3 separate regions of the Sus scrofa genome follow, and regions 2 and 3 are each linked to region 1. A link is a contact called in public Hi-C and HiChIP or PLAC-seq data. All regions are on one chromosome and are shown on one strand. The core of a region is the stretch at or near the end of the contact, and the rest is flanking DNA. Distances in the headings are between cores, read along the strand shown. Region 1 holds the start of FBRS (probable fibrosin-1). Region 2 holds the start of ARMC5 (armadillo repeat-containing protein 5). Region 3 holds the start of CORO1A (coronin-1A).

What was found. A called contact is a pair of places that touch in the nucleus more often than the background predicts. HiChIP or PLAC-seq counts read pairs in DNA pulled down with a chosen protein or histone mark.
Region 2: a contact with region 1 is called in a Hi-C map of liver, with 6 times the contacts expected there. The contact joins the promoter of ARMC5 here to the promoter of FBRS in region 1. A contact is called at or near these places in 2 of 47 Hi-C or Micro-C datasets (liver and retroperitoneal adipose tissue).
Region 3: an H3K27ac HiChIP or PLAC-seq map of alveolar macrophages shows a contact between it and region 1. The contact joins the promoter of CORO1A here to the promoter of FBRS in region 1. A contact is called at or near these places in 1 of 5 promoter capture datasets (fetal liver) and 1 of 2 datasets of contacts at active chromatin or transcription factors (alveolar macrophages).

What each region holds. Positions count from the first base shown.
Region 1 is chr3:17,742,190-17,745,647 of Sscrofa11.1, reverse strand. It overlaps FBRS (probable fibrosin-1), which reads left to right and starts at 1,837. Exons shown (of 18, transcript XM_021086415.1): 1 at 1,837-3,381. The coding sequence starts at 2,926.
Region 2 is chr3:17,106,689-17,110,146 of Sscrofa11.1, reverse strand. It overlaps ARMC5 (armadillo repeat-containing protein 5), which reads left to right and starts at 1,624. Exons shown (of 6, transcript XM_021086388.1): 1 at 1,624-2,276. The coding sequence starts at 1,796. LOC100626250 (cytochrome c oxidase subunit 6A2, mitochondrial) reads right to left here and starts at 1,524. Exons shown (of 8, transcript XM_021086396.1): 1 at 1,065-1,524.
Region 3 is chr3:18,334,952-18,338,409 of Sscrofa11.1, reverse strand. It overlaps CORO1A (coronin-1A), which reads right to left and starts at 1,597. Exons shown (of 11, transcript XM_021088028.1): 1 at 1,401-1,597.

The sequences.
Region 1 (3,458 bases), core at 588-3,087:
GATCCTTTAACCCACTGCAAGGGGCAGGGATTGGACCTGCACCTTGGTGTTGGAAGAGATACTGCTGATCCCCTTGCGCCACAGTGGGAACTCCTGGAGATACTCTGGTTTTAAGAATCTTCCCGGAGTTCCCATCGTGGCCCAGGGGAAACGAATCTGACTAGGAACCACGAGGTTTCGGGTTCGATCCTTGGCCTCGCTCAGTGGGTTGAGGATCCAGCGTAGTTGTGAGCTGTGGTGTAAGTTGCAGATGTGGCTCGGATCTGGCATTGCTGTCGCTCTCGCATAGGCTGGCAGCAATAGCTCTGATTAGACCCCTAGCCTGGGAACCTCCATATGCCCTGGGTGTGACCCTAAAAGGACAAAAGACCAAAAAAAAAAAAAAAAAATCTTCCCATGTGATGGAGTTCCCATTGTGGCTCTGGGTTAAGAACCCAACTAGTATCCATGAGGATAAGTGTTTGATGATCCCTGGCCTTGCTCAGCAGGTTAAGGGTCCAGTGTTGCTGCAAGCTGTGGTGTAGGTGACAGATGTGGCTCAGATCTGGCATTGCTGTGGCTGTGGTGTAGGCCAGCAGCTAAGCTCTGATTCAAGCCCTAACCTGGGAACCTCCATATGCTGCAGCTGCAACCCTAAAAAGGAAAAAAAAGAATTTTCCCATATGGATACGTCTGAATTTCCTCCAGAAGATACTATGATTCTATACCTGGTCAGGGTTCTCTCAACTCACTTACGTCGCAGAGGACAGATGTAAAGACCCAGAGTGGACGAAGGCCTTGATCACCATGGCCCTGAGTTCCTCCTAACACACAGGCCAGGATCCTCCTGCTGGATTCAAGAGCTGAGTACTCAGCTATAATTAAGCACCTACAACAACCTGTCCCAGTTACCTGACCTACACAAAGCCTTGTGAGAGTCATACCCATTTAATATATAAGCAAGCAAGTTGACTGTTCCAGTGCTATGTCCACCTTAAAAGGGTAACCTAAACAACCAGCGGACGTAAGTGGCACTGTACATCTTTCATAACTTAGAGGCAAAATACAGCAGTGGTCAAGAGCACTGACTGGAGCTAAACTTGAGTCCAAACCCTGGCTGGGAAATTAAACCTGCATCAATTCCCTGCTCCTTCTGTAAAATGGGGCTGATAGGAGTATCTTCCTAAGAGACTTCGTACTGTCAAACGAGTTAATATGAGAGAAAGTGCCCGGCACACAGGACAAGGTGTTTCTTGCTAGAACGCGGAGACCATAGGCAAGCACTCTCTCACTGCACCGACCCATAACGGGATGCGGTTTGCTTGCCGCGCGACTAGAGCTCTCAAAACACGCCGCAAGCTCTAGCCATCCCGCACCGCGGGAGATCCCGCTGAGCAGCTACCCGACGGAGGTACCACCACGCGCGTGCGCGAAAAGCCAAGCGGCCGGTGGACTAAGCCAAACGGCGGAAAGGGAGAGAAGACGTAGCGCGCGGCAGACAAGGACCTGCCTCGGCCCCGCGCCGCCCAGCGGCCAACCGTCCCTAGGACTCGCGCACCCCATCCGGATCCTTGCCTAGACGCCGTCAGGTCACGGGCCAATGAACGAAGAGCAGGAAGAGGCGGGGTCATCTGAAGGACCGCCCCAAGCACGTACTTCTAACCAGTCGAGTCATAAGACTTGATGAAGGGAGGAGCTAATCTGACGTATACCCAATCCAAGATTTGAGGGCGGCTACATATTACCCACTCCCCGGAGTTTGACTCCGCCCTTCGCCTTGACGTACACGTCTCAACCTATCAACGACTAAGCCTGTAGAGGGGTGAGGGGAAGGGGGCGGAGAGTGGGAGGAGGCAAAGAGAGGAAGGAGGCGTAGGCTGAGGAGGAAGAGGGAGGAGGGGCAGGGAAGTCCTGGCGGAGAGGAGGCCCCAGACTCCAAAGGAGACAACAGGAGGGTACGCAGAAGCTCCCTCCCTACCCAGCAGCCGTTCCGGATCCCTTAAGGCGCAAGTCAGACAGAGACGGAGGAAAGGAGGAAGAGACTTTTATGTCGGCAGACAGAGAAGCTCTACCCGTCACCGTTGCCTCACATCCGGGGCTTTGGAGGGCTGGCCCCCGCGGCCCCGCCCCCCCCTCGCGCCTTTCATGGCGACCGGAGGCGGAGGCTGGAAGAGCTGGGCTTGGAGGAGGCCCCTTTAAATCTCCTTAAAGGGGTGGCCACTCATCTCGGCAGACTACAACGCCAGCCTTTAAAGGGGAAGCCACCGAACAGACGCTGACAAATTGAGAACTGTGCTGTTGGGAGAATTGGAAGGAGTGGGGATTCTCACCGCCTCTCCTCCCCCACGCAAGAAGTCCTTTAAATTCAACTTAAAGGGGAAGTGGCTGCTTGTGGAGGACTAGAAACTAACTCCCGAGCCCTTAAAGGGGCGGCCTGCTGTTTGGAGAACCCTGGACTCCTTAAAGGGGTGGCCTCTTTTCGTCGGAGGACTTGAGGCACTTTTAAAGGGGAGGTCTGCGTTTCGGGTCGAGCTTTCGGCCCCTTTTAAAGGGGTGGCCCTTCCTCTTCCTCGGGGAGACTTGTCTCGACCCCTGGCAGGGGGCGGCCACCGAACTAGGCCGGTCGGACACCGTCGGGTCGTCTTAAAGGGGACAGGGGCTGAACAACTTGAGGCCTTGCCTTAAAGGAACGGCCGCTCCGTTTTCGTCGTCTCGTCCCCGCCGGCCCCACAGGGGGGGCCCTCAGGCTTGTCGCCCCGGGGGCGGCGCCGGCTTCCCGGGCCTTGGCCTTGGGGCAAGCTCGGGGCCAGGAGATCCTGCTTTAAAGGGGAAGCCGTGGCCCTCTCGTCCCTGTGCAGCCGCCAGCGCCGCGCGTGCGACCCCGGGCCTGCGGACAGGCCGCTTCGGGCCCCGCCGCCTCCGGATGCGGCGCTGAGGGCGGTCGCCATGGAGACGGCAGCGGCCGCGGCTCCCGGCCCGGGCTGGGCCGCTGAGGGGGAGCGGCGGCGGCGGCGCTGCTCGCGCCGAGACCGAGACCGGGAGCAGCGGCGCCGCCGAGGTCCCGGCGGCGACGCGCCCCGGGCCCTATTGGCCGCCCCGCGCGGTTCCTCGTCCTCGTCGTCGCCGCCGCCGCCCGCCAGGCCCTGGTCGTCAGCTTCATCTGGAGAGCGGCCGGGAGGCCCGAGACGGCGGCGGCCGCGTCCCAGGCCTCGGCCCCCGCGACCCCGAGCTCGGAAGCGGCCTGCCGGCTCGGGCAGCCGCGGGGAGGAAGAGGAGGAGGAGGAGGAGGGGGGCGCAGACGATGGGGAGGCCGAGGAGGAGCCAGAGGAGGAGGAAGAAGAGGAGGAGGACTTGATCGATGGCTTCGCCATCGCCAGCTTCGCCAGCCTCGAAGCCTTGCAGGTGGGGTCTGATGGGGCTGGGGACCCTTGGGGGGCTTCAGAGGGCCAGAGAGAAGAGTATGAGGCCTGGAGTGGGTG
Region 2 (3,458 bases), core at 375-2,874, 640 kb after region 1:
CAGCACCAGCCTCTTTGTGGCCCACCAGGCTCAGAGGAGGAACCTGAGTCCCAGAACTGGATGAGATCAGAGGTAGAACGAGGAGTTCCCTCTGTGGCGCAACAAGATGGGTGGTATCTGCAGCACCAAGACTCAGGTTGGATTCCTGGCCTGACACAGTGGGTTAAAGGATCTGGCGTTGCTGCAGCTGCAGCGTGGTCAAAACTATGGGTCAGATCTGATCCCTGGCCCAGGAACTCCATATGCTATGGGGCAGCCAAAAAAGAAAGAAAAAAAAAAAAAAAACGAAAGGAAAAAAGAGAACGGGATGGAGTCCAAGCTCATGTACATAACTAGGCAAAAGAAGGGCCAGGAATTGTTGCTGACTCCCCCTCCTCCCAGCGCACCCAGGCCGCAGTGTTTAAAGAGTGCTTCCACACTTGCTAGTGCCTCAACTGATAGGTTCCCAGGGGGATGGTGGACTTGAAACACGGGTCAATGACATTAGAAAGTCGCTGACCAAGAATCAACCACCCTGTCTGCTAAGTCAATCAACTACCCCGCCCGATTAACCACCCTGCCTGCTTAAGTCAATCCCTGCCCAAGGCAGGGTGGTTACAGCACTTATCCGGACAGGAGAAATGGAGAGGGAAAGCTATCGTCCTTTGCCACCCTCCTCCCTCGCACATTGTTCCCTCCACGTTTTGCTGGCAACCAGCCTTTTATAACTAGATCTCCACGGAATTCCCATAGTGGCCGGTAGTAACGAACCGACATAGTGTCTATGAGGATGCTGATTAGATCCCAGGCCTTGCTGAGTGGGTTAAGGATCCCGACCTGCCGAGAGCTGTGATGTAGGTCGCAGACGCAGTTTTGATCCCGCTTGCTGTGGTTGTGGTGTAGGCCAGCAGCTGCAGTTCCAGCTCCAATTGGACCCCTAGCCTGGGAATTTCTATATGCCGAGGGTGCGGCCCTAAAAGGGGTGGGGGTGGGGAAGAACAACTCCTCACAATCGCTGCTGATGCCATCCTGAGCTCGGCCCATCTATTTGGGATGCCTTAATAAATCACTCCTGCTTTACTGACTTGGCCTTGGCCGGTCCTCGCCCAGCAAACCTCAAGCACAAGAGGTGAAGACACTCAGGACCCAGGAATCCAGCACCGGAAACGGAAAGGTCCACTAGCTCCTGCCGCTCTAGGAAGTGGCAGCGAACGGTATCGATAGCTTTAACCCTCTTGTTCACTTGACGGAGCAAATGCTCCCATCTGTAGCCGCTGTGAGGAATGTGACACCTTCTGCTTGGCTCGGGTTCTGAGCTCATCAACGCGGACTTCGGTGCCCCGGCCACCGCTGGAGGGGCGGGGAGGACGGCAAAGCGAGCCTGAAGGAAAAGGCTGTCGCTGGGGACACTCTGGGGGCGGAGTAGCCAAGTCACCTGGAGCAGTACAGTACTGAGACTCCGTAGTCGGATATCTGGGTTCTCCAGAGACACTGACCCATTCGAGTACCGGGAGAGTTGCCTACTATCCTACGCGGGGCATGTTACGCTTGGCGCGGACTACGTATCCAAGCATGCGCCGCACACGCCTCTTAGGCACGCACAGCGATTAGATAACCACCACTCTCGTCGAGCCTTCTGCGACTGTGCAGGTCAGAGCACCAAGGATCGGGAACTACAACTTCCGACTGGCATAATTACTGCGGCGGCGCTATTTAAAAAGCGTCAGAGAGGAGGTGCCTGGCCACGCCCCTCCTTCCAGTTCCGCTCTCTTGGATGCGCTGCGAAGGGGGGGCGGAGCCTTAAGCCTGAGCCAAGATGGCGGCCGCGAAGCCAACCCCCACGGACTCGCTCTCGTTCTGCCTCGCGCAGCTCACGGCGGCGGCCGGGGAGGGTCTAGGTGGGGGAAAGGACACAGCTACCAACGAGACACCCTTGGGCCGCGCGCTCTTAGCCCTCCGCACGCGCCACGTCAAGGCAGCGGGGGGAATCGAGCGCTTCCGGGCACGCGGCGGGCTCCGCCCCCTTCTCGCTCTGCTACGGCGAGCGGCTGCAGCGGGTCCCGCCCTGTCCCAGGCTGGCTCAGGCTCCACCCCCTCTTCGGTCGAGTCAGCGGCTTCTTCTGGCCCCGCCCCCTCGCCGGGCCCCGCCCCCTCCGCAGCTTCGTCATCACCGACGCCCTCTCCGCCAGCGCGCCTGCGCAAGACGCTGGACTTAGCGCTCAGCATCCTAGCCAACTGCTGTACGGAAGGGGCGTGCCGGGCTGAAGTGCGCAGACTCGGAGGCATACTCCCATTGGGTAAGTGCTCCGCCCTCATTTCCTAGGATTCCACCCGAACTTGTGTCCTATTCTGGGCGTGGGCAGAGTCTTTGAGTTCTGTGTGTGGTAGCCTGGAAGACTGCGCTTTATGACGGCACAGCGCCCCCCCGCTCTTTAGCTGTCATGACCCGTGATGTCACTGCTCTCTATAAATTAGACCCTAGCCCTCCTAGATCAGATAATTACAAGCAGTTACTTACTGGCTGTGGAGCACCACTCTCGCCTCTGGGCTGGTGGAGGCCAAAGGATTATGTAGTGACTCTTTCAAATGATTCTTACTCTCCACTTAAGGCCTTGTGTCTGGCCTTGTGCAGGAGCAAGTCCCATTTGATGAACTGGTGGTCAGAAAGTGTGCTCTGCGGTCAGCTAGACTCATCCGAGGCTAGGATGGTAAAATGGTGTAATAATAGTTACTTCAAAAAATTGGAATAGGGAGTTCCCTTCGTGCTTCAGCGGTTAACGAATCCGACTAGGATCCACGAGGATGCAGGTTCGATCCCTGGCTTGCTCAGTGGATTAAGGATCCCACGTTGCTATGAGCTGTGGTGTAGATCGTAGGTGCGGTTCTGATCTCCCCTTACTCTGGCTCTGGTGTAGGCCGGCGGCTGTAGGTCTGATTAGACCCCTAGCCTGGGAATTTCCATATTCTGTGGGTGTTCAGCTCTAAGAAGCCAAAAGAAAAAAGAAAAAAAGGAATAGAGAGACGTCCCTGGTGGCTCAATGTGTTAAAGATCTGGCATTGTCACTGCTGTGGCTCAGATCACTGCTGTGTTGTGGGTTCCATCCCTAGCCTGGGAACTTCCACCCGCAGGGAAAAAAAAAAAAAGAAGGAGAAAAAAAAATTAGAATAGGAAGAAAATGAAATACAAAAAAGGTGATAATTAGATGGATTGGGTATTTAGTTATTAAAAGCTAGCACAATAAGAACACATCCTAAGCCAATATTCTACAATGTAAATATAATGTAACCTTTAAAAATTGGGAATTACCATATTGTACACCTGCAGCTTGTATAATATCATACTTCACCTACACTTCAATTTTAAAAAAGAACCAATCCTAACAAAAGACAGCAAGCTTTTCTGTTTACCAGCTAATTTGGCGCCTCCTAGTGGCAACATTGTGAATATAGTTTAGACGTCCTTGCCTGCCAGCTAGGAA
Region 3 (3,458 bases), core at 348-2,847, 590 kb before region 1:
TCTGCAGGGCCCACCCACCGCAGCCTGGCTCCTGTACCCTCGGCCTCGGGGGCAGAGCCCGCTGTGGGGTGGCCCCTGGTGCCGGCCCATTTGTCCCACTGAGTGGCTGACAGACACAGAGTCCTTCATCCCCCGCTGGGTCACACTCCGGGCCTTCCGTGTGGACAGCTTGGAGGGTGGGGTCTCTCAGTCACAGGGTCCAAACTTCACACCCTCACACCCACGTGGGGAGCCTCCTAAAGGCCAGGCACTCCCAACCTCCAGGCTCAGGGCTGGACACACAGAGGGATGTGGCTTGTGGGTTTGCCCAGGAGGCACTTCTTCAGTGGCTCAGTGGCCCTCTGGGCACCAGAAACAGGCAGATGGCTGGGGCCCGAGCATCTCCTCTTCCATATACCTCTCTGCTTCCTGCCTGGCCTGGTTCCTTCCCCAGCCCCTCTGGAACCACCCATGGGAAGGGAGCAGCCGGCACTCACTTCTTGGAGTCGGGCTAGGACGGTTCCCCCACCCCACGGTTGCTGGATGGTCAGTGCGCAAAGCCAAGGGGCCTGCCTCTGGCTGCCCACGCTCCAGGCCGGGTCCTGGTGCCCAGCAGCATCACCTTCCAGCTCAGCGTGGGGACCTGTGCTGCCCACTCAAGAGCACCCTCCGGGCCTCTCCTCCATCACCTCAGCTCCACCCTTTCACCCTCTGCCTTCTGGCCTAGCCCTTTGGTGTGTGGGGGGGCTGCTCCAGCCACCCTTGCCCACCCTGCGACTCTCCAAGGGGCTCCTGGGTCCACCTGCCCAGAAAGCGGGTGAGGAACCTGTGTGTGGGGAAGCCCGTCTGGGGACAAGGGGGGATCCTTCCCAAGTGAGAAGCCTGGATCTGGGGAGCCAGGAGCCCCCAAATTGGAGGTTGGGAGACAGGAAGCCAGCGCCCCACCCTGCCTCCTCCCCCACCGCAGGTACTAGGCCCGGAAACCACGGAAAGGGGAACTTGGGCTTTTCTTGTTTTGCTCTCAACCCCTTCCTGTCTCCCAGCTCAGGGCAGCTGCTCGGTGCACCCCACCCTGCCCCCCTCCCGCCCCCAAACTCGCCCAAAGATGCCAAGGGGAGTCTGGCCAGCACATGTCCTGACCCCCGGGCTCCCCCACCTCCATCATGGCTGCGGTGGCCCCTCGCCCTCGTCCCCTCACCGCGCCCTCCCGGACACACGGATGGACCCGCCCACGCGCACCTGCACCCTCAGGCGAGTCCCTCCACGCGGGGCGTGGAGCGGCTCTGTCCCCATCGCCGAGCCAGCTCGCTTTGACAGTCCGTCCGCCCCCACAGCCCGCTCCTGCCAAGCCCTCGCCTGCCCCACAGGTGGCCCAGAGCAGCGATGCCGAGTCCCGCGCCCCCGTCCCCGGGGGGTCTTACCTGCTGCTGAGAGAGGAGTGACCCCCCAAACGGAGGAGGGAGAGGAGGAGGCGGAGGAAGGAGCTGGAGGAGCCGGAGACTGCCCGCTGAGGATGCTCTCGTCAAGACAATGAATGAGAAGCGGCGGCGCCCGCCTCCTTAGGGGTGGCAGCGCCCCTTTGGGCGGAGCTCTTAAAGGGGAGAGCCCTTCGCTCCGCCGAGGCGCCGCCTCGCCCAGCGGACCGACCGCAGCCTCCCCTCCCCTCCCCTCCCTCCCTCCGTGGAGAAGCTCCGCGCCTTCGCTGCCAATGCCAGACCAAAACAGATGCTGTTGGCCAGTGGCTGCCAATCTCATCTTTTAATGTCAAAATGCAAAAATAACCTGTTCCTTCAGCCCACCCCTAGCCTACTCGCCACCCTTTCCCTGGCCATCATGGAAGAGTCCATCAGTGCGCCCCCCGGCGGGCCCGGGTACAGGCCCCCCGTGCCCACCCCCAGCCAAGGCTGTCCTGCCTTCTGTCGCCCCCACGGAACAGAGCTGGGGAAGGGACAGGAGGAGGGAGAGCCACCTGCAGGCAGGAGACCTGGCGTCTGTCCTGGCCCCTGCATTTACAAATGGGTGGCCCCGGGAGAGTCTCTTACCCTCTCTAGGTCTGTGTGCATCTAGGAGCACCTCTGCCCTGCCTGCCTCAAGGGGGAAAATGGAATAATTGGGCGCTTCTTTGGGCGGGGAGGGGTGGGAGCTATAGAGGTGAAGGAGTCGGAGTTGGGCAGCTAGCGGAAGGCAAGGCACAAATAACAGCTCTAATGAGCTAAGTAGAAGAGTTGCCACGGTGGTGCAGTGGGTTAAGAATCCTACTGCAGTGCCTTGGGTGGCTGCGGAGGCACAGGTTCGATCCCCAGCAGTGGATTAAAGGATCCAGCTTTGCCTGCAGCTGCTGCAAGAATTCAACCCCAGGTCTGGGAACTAACAAAAAGAAAAAGAGCCAAGTAGGAGTTCCTGTCGTGGCACAGCAGAAACGAATCTGACTAGCATCCATGAGGACACAGGTTCAATCCCTGGCCTGGCTCAGTGGATTAAGGATCCGGCATTGCCGTGAGCTGTGGTGTAGGTCACAGATGTGGCTTGGATTTTACGTGGCTGTGGCTGGGTTGTAGGCCAGGTGGCTACAGCTCCGATTTGACCCCTAGCCTGGGAAGTTCCACATACCACGTGTGCAGCCCTAAAAAGACCAAAAAAAAAAAAAAGCTAGAGGAGGAAGCCTGGGCTTCAGACTCAAGAGGAAGGAGTTGGTTCCCAGCCAAGAGACTGCCTCATAGAGGTAGAAACACCGGGGGCAGGGAAGGCTTGCTCTAGAATCATTGCTTTCTGAGTTTGAGTCCTGGCTGTCACACCTACAGAGTGATCTTGGGCAGGTTCCTTAATCTCTGTCAGCCTTAGTTTCTCTGGCTGTAACAGCCTCACACCTACCATGAGATTATGGAAATGGATCTTTTTTTTTTTTTTTTTTTTTTTTTTTTTTTTTTTTTTTTTTAATGGCTAGACCACAGCATATGGAGGTTCCCAGGCTAGGAGTCGAATCTGAGCTGCAGCTTCCGGCCTACACCACAGCCACAGCAACTCGGGATCCAAGCCATGTCTGTGACCTACACCACAGCTCATGGCAACACTGGATCCTTGACCCACTGAGCGAGGCCAGGGATCGAACCTGTGTCCTCATGGGTCCTAGTCGAGTTCATTCTGGCTGAGCCCTGATGGGAACTCCGAGGTTATGGAAATGGAAAGCTTTCTGCACCTTATCTGAAGTATAGCAAGTGCTTCATAAATCTTACCTCTCATCACTGCTACTTTTTACAGAGTATTTGGGCTGAACCTAAAAGGCTGAGAAGGAGCCACGGGTGTGACCGGAGGACATCTTGTCAGCTGAGGGGCCATCTGAGCAACAGCCATTAATGTGATTCTATAAGCGACTGGTTCAAACCCTCCCTCCGCCATGGACTGGCTGTACCATCTTGGGCAAGAGGTCTAACCTCTCCAAACCTCAGTCTCACAGTTCCCTTTGTGGCGAAGCAGAAACG